Regions from separate parts of the Zea mays genome. Here region 1 is linked to region 2. The links are chromatin contacts, called in public Hi-C maps. All regions are on one chromosome and are shown on one strand. The core of a region is the stretch at or near the end of the contact, and the rest is flanking DNA. Distances in the headings are between cores, read along the strand shown.

Region 1 (6,234 bases), core at 1,978-4,477, 680 kb after region 2:
CAAAGGGGGTATTAAGATATGCTAAACAACCACAAAATCATGTTTTTTCTCTTTTCTCTATTTTTCAACATTGGTACCTTCTTGTATAGGGCGATGATGTTGTCATCCTCGAAAGGTAAATATCCAGCAAGAAGAACAAAGAGGATTACTCCGCAAGACCAAATATCTGCAGTTGCACCATCATAGCCTCCATCCTCGATCACCTACAATGATCCAACACAAATATTAGTTAGGTAACCTTGTTTGCAACCAAAACATGATTAATCTATAACAATCAAAAAAGAGGGAACGTACCTCAGGGGCAACATAATTGGGGGTTCCACATGTTGTATGAAGCAGACCATCAGCCTATAATAATACTTATAAGATTAAATGAAGCCAACAAGAGAACATGATGCAACAACTATACGAAGTTTATGGGAAGTGGTTCCAACTTTACCTTCACTTGCTCGGTTAAAGCACTTAAACCAAAGTCAGAAACTTTGAGATTTCCTGCAGCATCAAGCAGCAAATTCTCGAGCTGCAAATGCATGTTCAGCATAAATATGTCACTTGTCTGCACTACTGAACCCATAATATATTATAGAACAATCACAAAAGGTAACTTAGGCTTCACCTTCAAGTCTCTGTGATACACTCCCCTACTGTGGCAGTAATCAACAGCATTAATCAGTTGCTGGAAGTATTTACGTGCTTCGTCTTCCTTCAACCTTCCATTAGTAGCCTGGTTGTCATGTTTTTGCATAACAGCAGAATGAATTAATAAAAAAAACATGATCATCTAACTCGTGTTAGCAATGTCATGTACGACAAAGTGTTTCAAACAGCTGATATAGTTCCACTTACAATGATTTCGAAAAGCTCTCCGCCGGTAACATATTCCAGAACGATGAAAATTCTTGCTTTACTTCCCATCACCTGATGTAGAAAGCAAAATTTCATCCAAATAGTATCAGAGCATAGGCATGAGCAGAATATACATCATGAAGTGTGTGTAGTTTTTCGGATCTTACCTCAAACAGTCGAACAACATTAGGGTGCCTTACTAATTTCATGATACAAATTTCACGCTTAATCTGCATTGAATTTAGGATGATATCAGCACGAGATATGTCAAGTACGCAGCACCAATCTGTTTAAAAGACGCATACAGCAAAACACACTCCCGAGGAGTAAATTAAACAATACATGTATGCTTGCATCATGGTTATGATTTAGAAGTAAAGCAGAGGAATAATGAAGCCAACTACAGTGTAACTGAGGAAACGGACGCCTAACAGAGCACTGATGAAAACATATACTGAAGTGTGCAAACTGAAGCCAACTGGAAACAGTCATCCACACTGAAGTGTTCAATTTGCACAAAGTTCAGACTGCAACTGGAAACAGCACAAGGCACCAGGAGAACGAACATACTGAGTTGGTGCAGGTATGACTTGAACTGGAAGACCACCATGTGGATATATCTCGATGGCATGCAAATATGCAGGTATAGTATCGACGTATCGTTTCTTAATTGAAGTTACATCTTCCTATGCTCCCATGCTGTCACGGCAGCATCCAAGGAAGAAAATTCATTCTCCACCTCGTTCCTTTTGATAGAAAGATGTAAGTGACGGCAGTGAATTTTGATTTTTGACGAAAGGAAATCACATGGTCCAGCTAGTGACTGTTAGGAACGAGGACATGATTGGCTGCATGGCAAACTGAACTCCTTACCATTTTCGAAATCGAAAGTCACACAACACGGCTTCGACAGGGGAGCATAAAGGCTTTTAACCTCAATGTTTGTAGTTAACTAAAAGTTTGATCCATGCATCATGGTACTGACAGAAAATGGATATAACAAGAAGCTAGCCAGTGCATGGTCTCAGAAAGGAATAGTGGACGGATACTGACCTGCTCAACCAATCTGTGCCTCTTAACCTTCTCCTTGTCAAGGATTTTGATAGCAACAGGTTCCCCGTTTTCAGTGTTCTTAGCAAACCGGACCTTGGCGAAGGTCCCTTCCCCAATGGTGCGCCCGAGCTCGTACTTGCCGACGCGGCGCTTCACCTTCGGTGACAATGCAGCCCTCTTAGCCCGATACATCTTCCGACAGATGAAGGTTACTGTGAACCTTCAGGCTATTCTCTTCCAACACCTACAGTTGTTCAGTGAACCAGCCGTTGCGTTAGTTGTAAAACTACCCATTCATGTTCACTAAGCTGTAGTTACCCCCAAAAAGAAGTTCATCAAGCTGTGGTTGGAAAAAGGAGAATAAAACACCAGAGAAGGGAGAGAGGCGAGATGATATCATGTGATAGGTGACCGCACTTATATTATCTGAGTCGGTAGTCGGTTACACACCCTTTTGAAAGGGAGAAAAAAAAGAGCACATGAGTTTCGTTTGACTGAATCTGGTGGAAATTTCTGGGTAAAGAAACAGCAAATGGGACAGGAGACAGTAAATATTAAAAAAAATTACTCTCTCGCAAAAACAAAAACAAAAAAACTAGTACGCGAGATGAAAATGATTTAAAAAATGACCGGACATCTCTCCAAAGCAGAATGATTCAATCCAGCTAGTGCAATATGAAAGGTAGGTGAGAGACACACGTTCCCACAGATGGCTGAGACTTGTGCAGGCAGCGCATAAAGTCGTATAGGCAGAGGCAGCGGCACCAAGAAGCTTATAGTACATATTAAACAGCCAGCACTTGGTGACCAACTGTTAACGGATCAATCATAACCCAGGACCGAAGAAAGGCGTTGTACAGATGCGCGTCTGTACTGCTGAAAGAAACAGCAAGAGGGGAGAAGAGCCTGGCGTCGAGGGAAAGGTCACACAAACATACACACATACAGACGAGCAGGGAACGGTAAGCCCGCCAAAGGGAAATGCACATCTCTCATCACAGGACAAGCGAAACGAAAAATGCCGCAACGACGAGCGGCCTTGCAGCCCCGAAACCAAAGCCCACGGTCCGGGAATTGCGTCTCGAAAGAGGCAGATGCAGAGTTCGTGCAGCGCACAGCCAGAGCCAGCACAAGAACCAGATTCGGGGCGGGCGGGCGGGCCGAGGCACTGGATGCTCTCACCTTCCAGCGCTGAGCCCGAGCGCAGGCTGATCGGCGGCTGCTGCGACTGCGAGGAGCTCCGTCCGACGGCTGGGGGAGAAGCGAAGCGAGTCTACCAGGTTGATTGGATTGGAGGACGAGGAGGGTGTGTTGTGTGCTCGACGGGGGGAGAGACGAGGGTGGTGGGGTGGCGCTATAAAGGAAGCGGTGGTGTGATGCGCTGTGGCCTGTGGGCAAAGACGGCCAGGGCCAGGGCCAGGGACAGGGACCCCGCCACCAAAAGTTTGTTTGGTTGCAATTGCACAGCGTTGGCCACTTCACGCGACCCTTTTCAGGCCCCAAGGGCTGCATGGCCATGGCCCTGCACTGTACTGTGAATACACCTTCTCCCGGTCTCATAAAATTAGATATACATATATACTTCGTATAATATATACTGCTATATATTGAACAATTGCGTTGCATCAGGGATAACTGTGAATACAATTTCATGGAACAAGAGTAACACAGATTAGCTTATTCATTTATTAGAGTCAGGGCCGCGCCCGCGGATGGGAGTTCCAACGACGGAAGAAGCGACACAGACATTCTCTACTCAAGTATATATATTATTATAAAACCTAACTTCCCTTGGACCAAATATTTTTTTCACTGTGCTCCTCCAGAAAAATATATAGTCTCACTTGCTATCATGTTGTTCAGTCAAACCAATTGCATGCAGGTGGAACAGGGACACTGGAATTTCATACGTTATAATGCAGCACAAGAGAAGCGGCTGCTGATCACACCCACCTGTGACTGACGGTGTGCGCCCTTCCTTGGGCTGGTGGTGCCCTGTCTGTGCACGTCTGCCGAATTAAAATATAAGCGAAGGGCAGGAGGAGTGGAGGACCAAACAGCGATGTACTGCCAATAAATCCGGTGGACCCTACTCCCAGTCCCAGCGTTGGGTTGTTGGCTTGGCTGCACCCTGACCCTGCACGGACTGAGTGAGCAATCACACAACACAACCACCAGGATTTCGGGACGTTCTCCTTTTTCTGCAAATGCTCAGAATGATCACTGCTGCGGTGTGTCGCCTCGGTCGGTTTTGTGTGTGTGTGTGTGTAGGACAGCCAGTCGATTGGTCGCTTTGATTGGATTGGACGGGGAGGAGGAGTTCGACTCCTTCTGGGGAAAAGGATTATTACGTGCGCCAACTGGATCGATCTGACCCGACACCCGAGCGAGCGTGGATGCTCCTCTTCCATCGGCGGCGGATATCCGACCAGTGTTCTGCTGAATGACAGCAAGCCAGTGCTAGCTAACATTCCAACTCTGGACTAATCGAGATCTAAAGAATCTAAAAAAATAGCAAGAAGATATATTAATCTGTATCCCCTCCGGATCTAAAGTTTATAGGTATTCTGAGGCATCCACTCTCTCTTTCCTTCTTGAGCACGTACAACCTCATTTGATATACGGGCATAAACGAACTATTTGACTTTCTATACATATTATTTTTCTTAACTGTATTTATAATCTAAGGGGCTCAGGTTTGTATCCATCTCTATATGACTCTTCACACATATTGTCTTTTAACTGTATTTATGGTTTTGCGGTCTCATGGTCGTATGACACGGTCTCTTAACTATCTCTTATACTTAGAAAATCAAACCACCGGGACATGTACAACCCTGTGCCTCTAAATCGGTTTTTCAAGTATAAAAGACACCTAAGAAACTGTATGATACAAACCTGAGCCTTTAGATCATAAATACTGTGGTTTTACTGTGATAAAATAACATTGTCGTTATTTTTAGAGTTATGGGAACTCCACTTCAGACCACGCTTTTGGAGAGTCATTTTGTGATGGGATGAAACCCCTAAAAAAATCCTAAAACCTCCATGACAAGTGGTGGCAAACAAATTCACTTAAATAGAGCTAAAAATTGTTTGTTTTACTATTTTAACATGAGAATATTTAATCAAGTGTTCACTCTATGAAAAGCAAATGAAATCTGGTTAAAGTCGCATGAGCGCAAAAATATTGCCTGGCTACACAAAGTTACGACTCTTTTAAAAGGAACATCTACAAAGGAACCATACCGAGCATAGACTACAATTATGTTGTCATCAACTCGAATAAATTCTTAGAAAAATTTGGACAGCAACTTCCCTTCTTGAAGCTCATAAATGTCATGAAAAGAGCGCATCTTTGTTCTTGGCACCTGCTAGCTAGCTTGAGGAGGAAGAATAAATATAAAGCAGGTACATTAGTACGATGTTGGTGCCTTCAATCAATCCTAATGTTAAGTGATTAGTACGGATTAAAGACTAAAGCGGTATCATATTAACATCACTTGATATCTTTAAATGATGGTGATTGGTTTAATATTAGTACCGGTTAATATTTTTTTCTACAGGAACACGACAATTAAAATTGTTACTAATGCTTGCGCTGCGTCTCCAGTGTCCACATAAAAGAGAGCGGTAGCGGCAGCAAGTCAGTACGGTGAAGACGGATGACCACCACCAGTGGTGGAACCTACTCACACAGTCACGGGGGCCACCACATGTGCCGGAGCATCGGGCGAATGGTCCCCGCATCGCCATCGGAGATGCCGCTTTGGACCGCGGCCACATGGGGGCGTCGCTCGCGCCTTTTGCCTGTTCCATTCCATCCAAGTTGGCAACGGCGCGCAAGAGTTGGCGAGAGCACGCGCCTGTTGTTCCTCCCCGCGGAGAAAGGACACGAGAGGCACAATGGCCGTGCCTGTGAGTGAGGAATAATACGCATGCTAAAATACTCAATGAGCAGTTGAACTCTCTAAAATATCCGTGCTAACAAAAATACCTCCCTATAATGTTCATACGTCTTTATAATAATATATCTTACTATATGTCTTATCCTTTCTATCGATCAATTTTTTTAAAAAAAACAAACGGTATCGATCTTATCCCTTCTTTATAGGTATTTTTCTTTGACAAAAAATATACCTACTACACAGACAATAATATTACGACTTATAAAGAACCAATGTGTGTATCTATACTATACTACTCTATTAATAACCTAATGTGGACTACTACTACGTATTCACCCTCACCACGTGCAGCGCAAAAAATAATACAAAGAGAGCACTCAAACTCACACTCCTCTATTTTAGAAATTTGTTGCTAACCACCAGACCA
Region 2 (6,180 bases), core at 909-3,408:
ATACCATTGACAATCCGACCATAAAAGAATAGCTAAGCGACAATGCATTGGATGGCACTATTGTAAGGCTACATTGTCGAGGAAGAGGGGAGCGGCACATTCGTGTTGTGTCCATGGAAGCATCATATGACTCAACAAATCGACGTGCTCAAATAGTTTCACCCGCAGTACCAAATGGTCTTTCATCTTCAGATTCTCCATCATTAGGTCTAGATAGATGTGGCGCCGGAGGAAGATGGCAGCTTTTCACTTTTCATGAAGTTGCTGGCCAGTGTCATTTGGTCCTAACCAAACAACTATCTTTCTCACATGAATCGTAAGGTAGTTCTTGCTATTCATGCAAACCCCACGAACTTTCGACCATATTCTGTCATGCAAAATTAACTTTAGATTAATTAGGTGTGCCAATTATCCATACCAGTAATTTAAATAGTCATATATAAAAAATAATTTTAAACATGCATTATTCTATTTATTATTCAGCTAGAAAACATAGAATAAATAATAATGTGGAGAATATATACAACTTAAATATGCACTATAATTTTTATTATATAAATTCAACAAGAATTTATTTAAGTACAATAATTATAGAATAAAATAATATTTAGTCCTACCTAGAATTATGGAAAAATTGTCTCATAAGAGGGTGAATTTCGTAGCCTAGCTAGGGGAAGGTGTGCAACAGGCGTGTCATGTGACTCATTTGAGTCGCGGCCTAGCGAAGGCTAATGAATGGTTTGGACATGACCTAATGGGGCTCGCGGTGGCAGCCCATCAAGGGGGCTAGCATGGCGGTGGGCGCACATGCTTGCTAGTACAGGATATCGCGACGCTAAGGTTTGCGCGTTTGGGTGGCGAGCGTAATTTGCGACGCCACACAACAGCGTGTGATGCGCGAACGAACGTGTGTCACTCTCGTCGTGATTGTTTTTTCTTCCTTATGAACTAACTTGGTCGAAATAACGAGTTCATTCAACACAATCAACTGACCATAGAAATCAATCTAATAGTGTTCATCTGACCATGAGAATTCAATCTAGATTGAACAAAATTGCCAAACCATGAGTTAGAGAGGATTGGGAATGACATATCATGAGCATTTAATCAAGATTGAAAAGATATACTAAACCATGAGTTTAGAGCGGATGAAGAACGGTATAACATGCTTCTTAATTTAGCGAACAACAATAAAACATGCAATAAAACATGTTTTGTAGGACAGTTTGACAAGGTTTGGAACCTTCATATTTGACAGAGAATTAGTACAGTTGGAATATGCAACAATGTTGGATAGAATAGTGCTGCAACAATGTTGGATAGAATAGTGTTGATGATGTGTGGAGTAATAACATCATCGTAAATCTTAGAACCAGATCATGAACCCTCCCATTAGCAATAGAGGAGTGAGAAAGATCTATATGATATATTTCTCGTTCACAATAAGGGACATATTTATTATGTAGAAAAGCAGAGCATCTTAGTATAAGTATGTTTGGTATTACTTTAGGTAACTCTTCCTACTCTTCGTATATAGTTTCTCAGTAAAGTGAACCGAAAATTTGGTTTTGTATCTGTTTTGATCGAGAGATATGGTAATGAGGCTAGACCTTTTTAAACATCAAGTCGGATTGAATTCGGATCGGATCAAAGTCAAACTATCGGTTGTTTGACATGACCCGTGTTCACCCTGTGTCTAGTATCAAATTAGATTTTGTTGGTTTGCGTCTTTCTGTTGGATGTGTCATGTCAGATTTTGTTCGGAGTGATGTCAGGTTTTTTGAGTTGGGTCGAGTTTTTAGTGAAAAATCACGGTCTGTGTCTATTCTATAAATTATTGTGATTCAAAAATTATCGGAATTTTTTTTCGAACGGGTCTCGTCGCCTTGGTCAGATGAGACGTAGTATTTTTTTTCTTCAAACAATTTTTTGTTAACGTTTTTCGATGGCGCAGGTACAGACAGAAAAATGGCGACACACCACGATGTTCGCGACTCTCTGCTCGCTAGCTCTAGCCAAGTGGTGACCGTGACCTCCATGCACCGGCTTTCACTTGGCCCCACGAAATATCTGAGAAGCTGCGCCCCTGGTCCACGTGTCACCATGCGAACCGAGACAATGGTATGGTAGCTCCCACCGGGACCCACACCAACTCTCGGCGAGAGCGATACGGTACCGCGCTCGGTCGGTGGGATCCAGTCCACGGCTGCAGAAGCGTTTGACTTGAGTGCCGCAAGTGTTCCGGGTCCCACGAGGCCGGAATGGTTCCTGGTTCCGGCCTTCCGGATCTTCTCAGGAAGGAGTAGCTATAGTTCACGACGCACGAGAGCGACGTGATTCGTGAGATGGGCGGTCTAGACTCAACACAGTAGAAAACGTGGCCCATTATGAGGAAGTCTGTAGGTGCCTTGGCCCTTGGGAGTCTGCTCTGGCTTGAGCCGCGATCCACGAGGCAGCACGTCTGCTCTTCACGGTCACGGGAGACATCAACATACTCCTTTCCTGGGGCGTACGGAAAGGGGAGCAAATTTTTATAACTTTTTAGGGTTAGAACCTTCAATTTTTCAAAGGATTCTCATTTTTCCAAAAAAAAGAACAATTTTTTTCTTGAAAATGAAAATCTCTTGAAAAATAGAATTACTAGGTCTAATTTAGCAACTTTATTTTTTGAAGGGTTTTATTTTCCTAAGAAAAAATGATTTAATTTCCCTTAGATTTTGTTTGGTTATTCTAGTATTGACCTCAATCCACATGTATTGAGGTGTATTATGGTGTAATTTAAACTAAATTATACCCCAATCCGCCTCAATACATGTAGATTAAGGTCAATACTAGAGTACCCAAACTAGACATTAGGGGGCGTTTGGATCCCTTCATTCCAACGGAATTAGAATTTACTTAATAGGGTAAGTTATTTTATTCAGAATTCGATATTACACCACTTTCTAAAGTTCAAATATAAGCCTATCTCAAATTCATAATAGAGGGATGTAAATTGATTTTATGTATATCCAAGCTACGATTCTACACTATAATTTATAACATACTCTTCAGTTCACTCCCCTATAGTGAAAATATAACACATAAATATCTCACTCATATGGCTAAGAGTGGTACACAAATATATTCTGCATAAAACCATATTAACTTACTTGATCTATGTCTCAATTACTATTATTAGAATTCAATTCTAACGATTCAAACGGGACCTCAGAAAAATAGAAATCCTTTGGAAAGATATGTGGTTACCAAATTAGCCCTTAGATTTTTTGGAACAAAAGAAAAGTGAAGGAATTTTGGAGTATTGAAGTCCAATAGAATTTTTTTCTACAAGGTCCTTCAGAACAAAGGATTGAGTTCCTGCAAATTCTATAAAATTTATGGAATAACCTATTGTAGTGTGATTTTGGATGATTTCTAATATGAGATCCAACCTCTTAGTAATTTTTCTTTGTGTCTTTCTGTCTCCTCTAATTGTTGTGTTCTTTCTATATTGCATCCAAATACTCTATTAGAAGTTTTCCTGCATTTTTAATTCCTATTGAACTGTAAGTGTCAAGTAATTCTATTCCTACGTTTTTCTTGTTCCTACATTTCATGAATCATGTATTCCAAAGGAGGCATGAGATTCATTTACTGTTAAGTATAGAAAATACTGAAATTTTGGGTGGGCTAATATAGTCCTGGCCTCCTCACCGGATCGATCCAATCCTCTTGACTTTCGACTTTCGTCCTCCTCCTCGGCTCAGTTTTTGCACCTATTCATTCGGCCCAATTCTTCCCGACACCGCTCAACCAGTATGCCCCGTTCCCAACATTGCACGACGCGCGTGTTGGGGCGAAGGCGAAGACGCCACCCTTCGCTCGATGCCTTCACCGTCCTCGCTGCACCAACGGAGACAAGACAACGGGCAGACTCACCCTTCGTCCCACACGTCACCGGACGAAGACCTATGACGAGGTCGTCTCATCTTGCGACCTCGTCCAACATGGAGGCCCACGTGTGATCCGGCCCATTGTAACAGGCCCTGCGTGGTCGCTGCGCATTACGGGCCTAATTTGTAAAGGTCTCCCTGTAATTACGGTCTGTAACCCCGCTTTATAGGAATATTCCGAGGATAACCTAGGCGCCTGAGGGCACATGCGTCCTTAACACTGGACGCTGGGCACTCAGATACCTATAAATACCCCCGCACAGTGCCCTCGAGAGGCTAGATGAATAGAGCTATTGCCATCTCGAGCAAAAACCTTGTTTACGCTGCTACACACCCCCGTTGGATCAACTTGCGCCGGAGAGCAAGTTCCAACATTTGACGCCCACCGTTCGTGCTACGAAAAAACCACCCGCGATGGCACCCAATAAAGCTAGCTCGAAGGCTGACGAGGCTGCGAAGGCAGCACTGCTGGTCGCAAAAAAGGGCAAGGCCCTCGCCCTCGTCCACACCACCCACCAAGAGGCCACTGAAGACGACGCTCTCCGCACCTGCGGCTCTGAAGGACAACCGCAACCTCCCCCAGGCTTCGCTCCACCGGAGGGCGCGGACGTCACCGAGGACGGCGAAGTCATCGGTGTCTCAGCGGAAGAACAACTACAGCTGCGCGCCTTGCGCATCAAGAACCGCAATCTCCAGAAGCAAAAAGAGATACTTGAGGCCAAGCGCCAACGTGTGTCTGCACAAGCCAAGGTGTGGCAAATGATACGCGACGAAGAGCAGAAGGCCCAGGAGCTCGAACAGGAGATCGCGCTAATGCAGCGTGAAGGCCACTTCGGCCTGCAACACGGGCCACCCCTGCAACCGCGCGCATAAGTCGAAGACCTACACTTCCCCCAGCGCGACCACGCCATCCCACACGCCGCGGTATTCCAAGGTGTCAACTACCTCAACGAGCGAAGTCCCCTGGCACCACACCTGCAAGTGACACCTTGGCCTGCCAACTTCCGGGCAGGGACCTATCCCAAGTACAACGGCAGCACTGACCTAGCACAATACATCATGAGTTATCAGGTCGCCGTTGCATCTTCCGGAGGGGACGACGCCACGATGGCCAAGTCCTTCATCATCGCCCTCGAAGGCCCAGCTCTCACCTGGTACACCAGGTTGCCCTCGTTGTCCATCGACTCCTGGAGAAGCCTCCGGGACAAATTCCTGCTCAACTTCCAAGTGTACCGCCCAGACACCGACGCCTTGGCTGAACTTTCACTCTGCAAGCAGCTGGAAAAAGAGACTCTGCGGGAGTACTACCGCATGTTTCTGACCCTCAAGTCACAGCTGCCCTCGGTCGATGACCAAATCGCCATCCACTACGCCATCAGTGGCCTTCGGGCCGGCGTCCTTTATAGCCACTGCATCAGGGATCCGCCCAAGAACCTCCAGGAGTTGTATCAGCTATTTGAAAAATATGCCAGATCCGAAGAGCTCCACCAGTGCAAAGTCGAGTCTCAGAGGAAACCCAAAGACACTCCACAGTCCAGCCGCACGTGGACGAGGCCTTCGCAGCCAGACTCCGGTCGGGACGGCCGTAATCAACAGCAAGTGCACAACATCACCAACTAGCACCCCGCTGGCGAGGCCCCTCGCCGCCAGGAATATCCCCCAGGGCCGCGGTCACGGGACTCGCGGTCGGGGCCGGGGACGTGCGCAGCAGCCGTGCCGATTTTACTGCCTGTTCCACGGCGAAGACTGCGCCCACCAAACCAGAGACTGCCCAGAGACGAAGGCCACCAGAGACAGGATGGCACGGGCACAACCAGCCGACAACCCTAGAGTTGTCGCGCACACATATCAGCAACCCCCTCCGCCATACATCCACGCCCCCGCTCCGCATCCACCGCATCACGCGTACCAACACCACCAGGAAGTACAAATCGTACCTCCCCCACCCCCACCTCCACACCAGCAACAACAAAACATCCACCACCCCCATGCCCCAAAGCAAGAGGACTTCGCCGATCAGCCGTATCGCGGAGTCATTCATATGATCACTGGGGGGGGGGGTCCAGCACCGACTTCGACACGAAGCGGCAGAAGCGGGACCACTACCGCAGCATCAACCACGTCACCATCACCGGTCCGGTCGTGCAGACGAAGTGGTCCCATGTGCCGCTAACCTTCGATGCCCGAGACATCGATCTGCGCAGCGCCCCCCACATCGACGCCATGGTTATTGATAGTCGCCTAG

What was found. Hi-C and Micro-C count contacts between places; a contact is called where the count stands out from the background.
Region 1: a contact with region 2 is called in a Hi-C map of endosperm, with 2.4 times the contacts expected there. The contact joins the promoter of LOC100281467 here to the enhancer-like site in region 2. A contact is called at or near these places in 2 of 25 Hi-C or Micro-C datasets (endosperm and leaf mesophyll).

The regions. Positions count from the first base shown.
Region 1 is chr1:52,043,380-52,049,613 of Zm-B73-REFERENCE-NAM-5.0, forward strand. LOC100281467 reads right to left here and starts at 3,228. Exons shown (of 15, transcript NM_001154385.2): 1 at 3,082-3,228; 2 at 1,900-2,143; 3 at 1,014-1,076; 4 at 847-918; 5 at 617-724; 6 at 440-520; 7 at 295-348; 8 at 78-203. The coding sequence starts at 2,091.
Region 2 is chr1:51,367,708-51,373,887 of Zm-B73-REFERENCE-NAM-5.0, forward strand. No RefSeq gene overlaps it. Among protein-coding and RNA genes, the nearest start is that of LOC606403, 66 kb to the right of the region's middle. Within about 2 kb of position 2,159, at least 17 of the 20 cell types and tissues checked have an H3K27ac peak or open chromatin away from gene starts, as enhancers often do. A contact at or near this core is called in endosperm and leaf mesophyll, where this site is marked.